Regions from separate parts of the Macaca mulatta genome. Here region 2 is linked to region 1. A link is a contact called in public Hi-C data. All regions are on one chromosome and are shown on one strand. The core of a region is the stretch at or near the end of the contact, and the rest is flanking DNA. Distances in the headings are between cores, read along the strand shown.

Region 1 (3,431 bases), core at 724-3,223:
CATTAGCTTTTTTCTTGAATTCAAGAACACTGTGTGTGCCAACCTTCTATCATTCTTCTACCATTACTATTTTGCTAGCTGGCTCATTATCTCAGCACCTCTGATTCTAATCTTTCTGTTCAAAAGGGAAATTCTCTAAGCCCCTTTCTGCAGACAGAAAGAACTCAAAGTCAGTACCACATTTTCCAAGGCCCCGCTTATCTCTTTGGTTTATTATAAACAAGGGTGACCAAACCCTAGGCCAGAGTTACTTAAGGCTCTTGCAGAGTGCTCCCGAATGGTGCAATAACCTCCAAAACGTCAGTGCTTCAATGCCAAAGCCACAAGGAAGACCACCCAAATCACAAAAGCTGAGCACCTGCCATTACTTCCCACGCCTGGGTGGGAAAGGGGACACCTGAAGAGATAACGTCCGTGTGTGTGTGCTTTCTTGCTTGCTCAATCTCTCCCCATTCCTGTTTTCCTCTACCCCACACAGGAAAGAGTAAGGGCTGTATCCTCAAAGACCCCTGATTTTTGGTCAAACAAAAAAGAAATAAAAATAGAGCCTTACAGCCTCCTTGACCAGTTTTCTACTGGATTCGACCACTGCTTCTGTCAGGGTAAATTCCGTTTTAATCATCTCCAACACATTGATAGCTGATTCCAGTGGTGTGAGCTCAGCCTCCATATCAAAGGAACAGTCTAGGACAAAGCACAGTTTCCATTTTAAGCTCTTTTCTAAGAGCAAAAAAGTTATGTCCAAAAATTATATATACTTATGGAAATGGAGCATGCAAATATGGTAAGATTTGCATTTAGTATTTTGACACATTTGCTACAGGTTGACATACACGATAAGGGTCCAAATTCAAATCAATGAATTTAACGTGACCATTTTTTAACACCTGTCAAGACAGGCAAAAAAATTACTTTTAAATACATGCATTTACCTCTCAAATTCAGAATACACCCATCCTCCTCAGATACGAGTGGCAAGAAACTGATAACAGTTAAATAGCTTTCAAGTTAAATTCAGAGGGGAAAAATGTACTTCTACTCTGAAAAACACTCTACCATGGGGGAAAAAAGATGTCCACATGAACATAACTCACTTTAGATATGAGCAAAGTTGGGGTGAGCAATGAACAGGTGGGAGAAGATTTAAACAAACAAAAAAAAAAAACAGAGAAAAGCAGCCAATACAACCTTAACCGGAGAAAACTAGAGCCAGAAAACAGACCCATCGTAGAATGGAAAAGACCACACTGATGGAAACTATCGCACTTTAACCCGGAATCCTTCAGTTCCAGATATAAGTTTGAAAACAAAACCCTACGCAAGTAAGCCCAGAGAAGAACACAAAAATAGCCATACCTAAATTTTCCCCTTCTTCAATGCGCGACAGACACTGCATAACCCGCAGCAATCGGGACACGGTGTGCTCCTTCCCCAAGGGCCTGACGAGCAAAGCTGGGAAAGAAGACATCGTTGGCCGGGCGACCCCCAGTCCCGACCCCCGGGGGCCCCCGACCCCCTTCCCCGGCGCTCCAACCCCCTTCCCCCGGCCCGGCCCTCACCCTGCATGATGTCCCGGATCTGTCTGAAGTCCCCGTACCGGCTACCCCGAAAGGCCCGCAGCGCCTCGTGGAAGTAGAACTTGAGCACCCAGCGATTGACTGCCTCTTCCAGCCGTGCCTCCCCCGCGCCGCGCTCCGCCGGGCCCCCCAGCCCCGGCTCGTGGCGCCCCCGCCGGGCCCGCCCGCTACTGCGGGACGCCCGCCTGCCAGCTGCCCGCCCGCTGCCGTCGCTGCTCCCGCCTCCTCCCGCCATCGCGTCCGATCGCCGCGCGCCCTCCCCGCCCTCCCGGCCGGGCCGCTTCCTCGGCTGTGACGCCGCCGGGTCACGCACGACGCCCGGGCCGGAAGCGGGGCCCGCCGTCCCGGCTCCCGCGGCCATGATAGGAACAGCGTTCCGAGCCGCCCGCGGGCTTCTGGGAGGGAAAGGACCGGAGGGCCCGGCCCCCTTCTCAGACGCCGTAGTTCTCCATGTGCCGGCCGCAATGCCTCCTGGAGCTTGAAGTCCACGCCGCCCAGGCCGGTGAACCCGGCGGGGTTTGCAGTCAACTTGGCTCCGAATTTACAGAAAACAGCTACTATGCTAGGGACGCGGAACAGTGTATTAGAGATTGAAAAACAGGCCGGGCTCGGTGGCTCACGCCTGTAATCCCAGCACTTTGGGAGGCTGAAGCGGGTGGATCACTTGAGGTCGGGAGTTCGAGACCAACCTGACCAACATGGAGAAACCCCATCTCTACTAAAAATACAAAATTAGCCGGCGTGGTGGCGCATGCCTGTAATCCCAGCTACTCGGGAGGCTGAGGCAGGAGAATCGCTTGAACCCAGGAGGCGGAGGTTGCGGTGAGCCGAGATCGCACCATTGCACTCCAACCTGGGCAACAAGAGCGAAACTCCGTCTCAAAAAAAAGAAAAGAAAGAAAGAAAAAAAAATGTGCAACTTACTAAACACTTTGAAAATTGTGGAAAAGAGCATGCACAGAGGAAAGTCTTTAAACAAATTTGCATTTTAACAAATACTATAATTATAAAGCAAAGACCAGAGTGATACCAAGAAATAGAATGCACCTGGCAACCCAGAAACCTCTAGACATATACTCTTTCTAATCACAAAAATAACACATTTTGTTGTAGAACAATTAGAAAAATAAGCAAAAGGACCACCCATAGTCCCATAGAGGGTCTGAGTCACTTTCAGGTATGTCTGATACTCTTGGAATTCACCAACCAGCACTTGACCAAATGGAGAACCTCCAGCTCAGACTTTAGTTCAGGATGGTGGTTGTGGGTGCCTCTTCCTGAGAGGCCCAGTAACTGGTCTAGCTTCAAAGATTGTCCTACCAGCCCCACTAGTCTGGAACCAGCAAAGATCCAGTTTGGGGCCACTCAAAGACAACTCAGAAGGGCAGGTGGCATGTCCTTGAGGATGTGAATCCCATGCTGAACCTTTGAATTAATTATATCAAGACCGTAATATGTATAGTATCCTGGAAAGCCAGAAGTTCCATGAGGTACACATTCCAGGATGAGAGAAGAGGCCTCTAGGTCTGACTGATCTTTGGTGATCATGGCTGCTTTTCCATTCCAGCCTGCTTGCCTTAACCAGGAGCCAAATCACCTGCCTTTATTTTAATTTTTTTGAGACAGTTTCACTCTGTAATGCAGGTTAGAGTGCAGTGGCACAATCATGCTCACTGCAGCCTTGAACTCCTGGGCTCAAGTGATCCTCCTGGCTTAGCCTCCCAAGTAGCTAAGACTACCAGCATGTGCCACCATGCCTGGGTAATTTGAAATTTTTTTTGTAGAGTTAGGGGTCTTGCCGTGTTGCCCAGGCTGGTCTCAAACTCCTGGCCTCAAGCACTCCTCCCACCTTGG
Region 2 (3,479 bases), core at 542-3,041, 42 kb after region 1:
AATGTTTTTATTTCTTTCAGAGATTTTGTTTCTTATGTTATCTCTCTACTCCCAATGCCTATCCTAAGACTTGTAACAGTAAATAGTAAATGTCTGGAATAAATGTAAATATTTGAATCTGGAGTTTGTGGAGGATCCTAAGAATCTTGTGAGATTGTTCTCATCGTGTCAGTCTAACTAGGGAAGTAAATTCTGCAAAGTTAAAATTTATAGATGTAGCAGGTTTCCAAAAATAGTAATATGCTTTCTTAGGTACTACAAAGGAATGGAACCACTGGAGCTCAGAACGGCAGGAGAAGTTTGAAAATAGAAGAAACTGAAGAGGAACTTGAAAAGCCAGTAGGCATTGAAAGGAAGAGGAGTGCTTGGGACAGCAATTGCGGGTAGAGCGTGCAGTATCCCATGTTTCTACCACCATTCAGAATGTGATTTTCGAACGAATTCTGTGATGATCAGGATCAATCTGCACTATTTTCATCTCTACGTGATCTGAAATAAACTTGGTGGACCTGGAATGACCACAGATGTGGTTTTAAACCAGCAAGTTTTGGAGTCAGGGCTGGTGCAACAGGCTTACAAAGGGAATGGTGGAAAATATGATATGTTAGTGAAAGAGGTTGCGAATGGATTGTGGAGACCCCTGAATGGTAGACTGAGAGAGTGACAAGATGAAAATGACATTATAGGAAGAGCAATCTGTCAGTTATAATGGCAGTTAAAAAGTGGCTCACAACACTGCACCTTAACCAAACTTGGAATTCCAAAGTGCTGGGACCTCTATTGGAGAGCAGTTAAGTTCAGTTCTATTTTAGATCACGTAGAGACTAAAATAGTGCAGATTGATCCTGATCATCACAGAATTCGTTTGAAAATCGGATTCGGAATGGTGGTAGAAACATGGGATACGTGGCACGCTCTACCCCCAACTGCTGTCCCAAGGACTCGGGACAGCAATTGCCTTTCTAATTGGCTACCCTGTTTAGCGATTACTATGCACCAAGCGCTTTACAGGCACTCTCATTAAAATAGGCAAACCGAGCCAGGCGCAGTGGCTCACCCCTGTAATCCCAGCCCTTTGAGAGGCCTAGGCGGGCGGATCACCTGAGGTCAGGAGTTCAAGACCAGCCTGGCCAACATGGTGAAACCCCGTCTCTAGTAAAAATACAAAAATTAGCCGGGCGTGGTGGCGGGTGCCTGTAATTCCAGCTACTCGGGAGGCTGAGACAGGAGAGTCGCTTGAACCTGGGAGGCGGAGGTTGCAGTGAGTCAAGATCGCACCACTGCACTCCAGCCTGGGTGACAGAGCGAGACCCTGTCTCAAAAAAAAAAAAAAAAAAAAGAAAAGAAAAGAAAAGAAAAGGCAAACCCATTTGTTAAGAGAGAGCTTATGAAGCCCATTTTACTGATGGGGAAACTGAGGAGAGACGGGATTGGCCAGATCACGACCTGGAGGCAGCAAAGATGTAAAATCACGGTTGGGATACAAGCTGTGCCGGTAGTGTAGGAGAAACGAGCTTCCTGAGACTCAGGAGAAAGCCACAGCGATGGGAAGGGAAGCGGAACACTGAGACCCTAAAAGCCCACAGGCTGAGCGAAGGGGAACCTCTCCTGAGGTGACAGCTGTCAGCACATCTCTTTTCGGCGCCAGTCCAAAAATTGCGGTATCTGATTGGCGAGGTTGGAGGGGCTGAACGACCCTAATTGGTTAGTTCGACCTCGAACCAGACTTTCACCTGGAGGATCTGGCGAGGAGTGGGCGGGACTTCTAACTGAGTCACTCGTTTCATTGGTGAAAAGAAAACGAACCAGGCACTATTCGGAAGTGTGATTGGCTGTTGCTAGGAACCGTCTCAAGGCCTTATGGGCCCTGGTTACGGAAGCCGAGGAAGGCTGAGAGCGGTCTCTCCAGGAAAGTAGTCGCGGAATCTCAGTTAGCGGTGGAGAGGCGGTATGTCCGGTTCAATGGCGACTGCGGAAGCTAGCGGTAGCGATGGGAAAGGGCAGGAAGTCGAGACCTCAGTCACCTATTACCGATTGGAGGAGGTGGCAAAGCGCAACTCCTTGAAGGAACTGTGGCTTGTGATCCATGGGCGAGTCTACGATGTCACCCGCTTCCTCAACGAGGTGGGGCCTGGGAGGTGGGAGGCCTCTGGAGCTGCTGGGGCGAGGGGTGAAAAGGCTGTGTGGAGGGTATGTGGGAAGGAAGGGAGGCTTGGCTGGGGGCGATAAGGCGTACGAAAGGGATCACGACCCTCAGAAGGAAACTGGGGTGGGATTGGGGGGAGGGCTTTAGTTTGCATGCATTTCCAGTCAGCTCCGAGTTCTGGTGCCTTATGTAATATCATGTATTACTTATGTGTCGAGCACTTGCTATGTGCTCAGCTAAACTCTAAGCCATCATTATCTTTATTTTACAGAAAGGGAAACTGAGGCTCACAGGTTGAGAACTCTCAAGGCCATGCAGTTAACGGCCTAGATCCGTTGAACCTAGGTCTGAAGTGCACCCACATCTGTGCTTTTCCAGTGTGCCTTCTGAAGTAATACCGTTTTTGGTTTTTGTCTTCTAGAGTAGAAGCTGAGATTTCTCTCCACACGCTCCCCCATCTTGATTATGCCTCCATTGTCTTTTTTTTCCCCCTAATCTGAGTTGACCTTGAGGCCAGAAATTCATAAATCAACCTTTTTTTTTTTTTGTCATTGGCTCATGTTTTGTCATTTTTCTTAAATATTCAAGGCTGTTTTATTTAATCTTCAAGCCTGTTGCATTAGATCTCATTTTAAAAATTATCTTTGAGATCATGGTGCAACTAATTTTTTTTTTTAATTAAGGAAAGAGGATAGACTTAAAAATTTAAACTAACTTTATTGAGGTGTAATGTACATACGTAAATTGTGCCTATCTAAAATGTACATTTTGCTGAGTTTTGAAAAATGTATTCATCCATGTTAAGACATAAACCATTTCCATCACTCTAAAAAGCTTCCTTTCCCTTTGCAGTCATTCTCTCCCAACCCTAGGCAACTAGTGATATGCAACCACTAAAGATTGGTTTGAAGCTTTGTGTGTGTGTGTGTGTGTGTGCGTGCGTGTGTGTGAGATCATTTTATTTTGAGCAATAGATTAATGACTTGTGAAAGTTCACTTCTATTTCTCTGAAGCAAATATACTAGTGAAATATTTTTTCGATTAATTTGGGGCCTAAAAGAGAAGTCTCTGCATCCTGACTTTTAATTCTAAAAACTTTTAAAATGTAAAAGTTTCCCCCAAAGAACATTATTTTTAATAAATCTTAATAGTGAACAATAACTTAACAAACTCAGAATTTAGTAACTTCTTGCATTTGTATGGTGTATGGCATTTTATGCTTTTATTTATTATTTTTTTTTGAGACGGAGTCTCGCTCTGTCGCCCAGGCTGGAGTGCAGTGGCCGGATCTCAGCTCACTGCAAGCTCCGCCTCCCGGGTTCACGCCATTCTC

The links. Hi-C and Micro-C count contacts between places; a contact is called where the count stands out from the background.
Region 2: a Hi-C map of fetal cortex germinal zone shows a contact between it and region 1, with 2.0 times the contacts expected there. The contact joins the promoter of CYB5B here to the promoter of TERF2 in region 1. A contact is called at or near these places in 2 of 14 Hi-C or Micro-C datasets (fetal cortex germinal zone and liver).

Annotation. Positions count from the first base shown.
Region 1 is chr20:65,002,196-65,005,626 of T2T-MMU8v2.0, forward strand. TERF2 (telomeric repeat binding factor 2) reads right to left here and starts at 1,974. Exons shown (of 10, transcript XR_003725302.2): 1 at 1,560-1,974; 2 at 1,357-1,452; 3 at 554-684.
Region 2 is chr20:65,043,961-65,047,439 of T2T-MMU8v2.0, forward strand. It overlaps CYB5B (cytochrome b5 type B), which reads left to right and starts at 1,792. Exons shown (of 5, transcript NM_001194167.3): 1 at 1,792-2,124. The coding sequence starts at 1,951.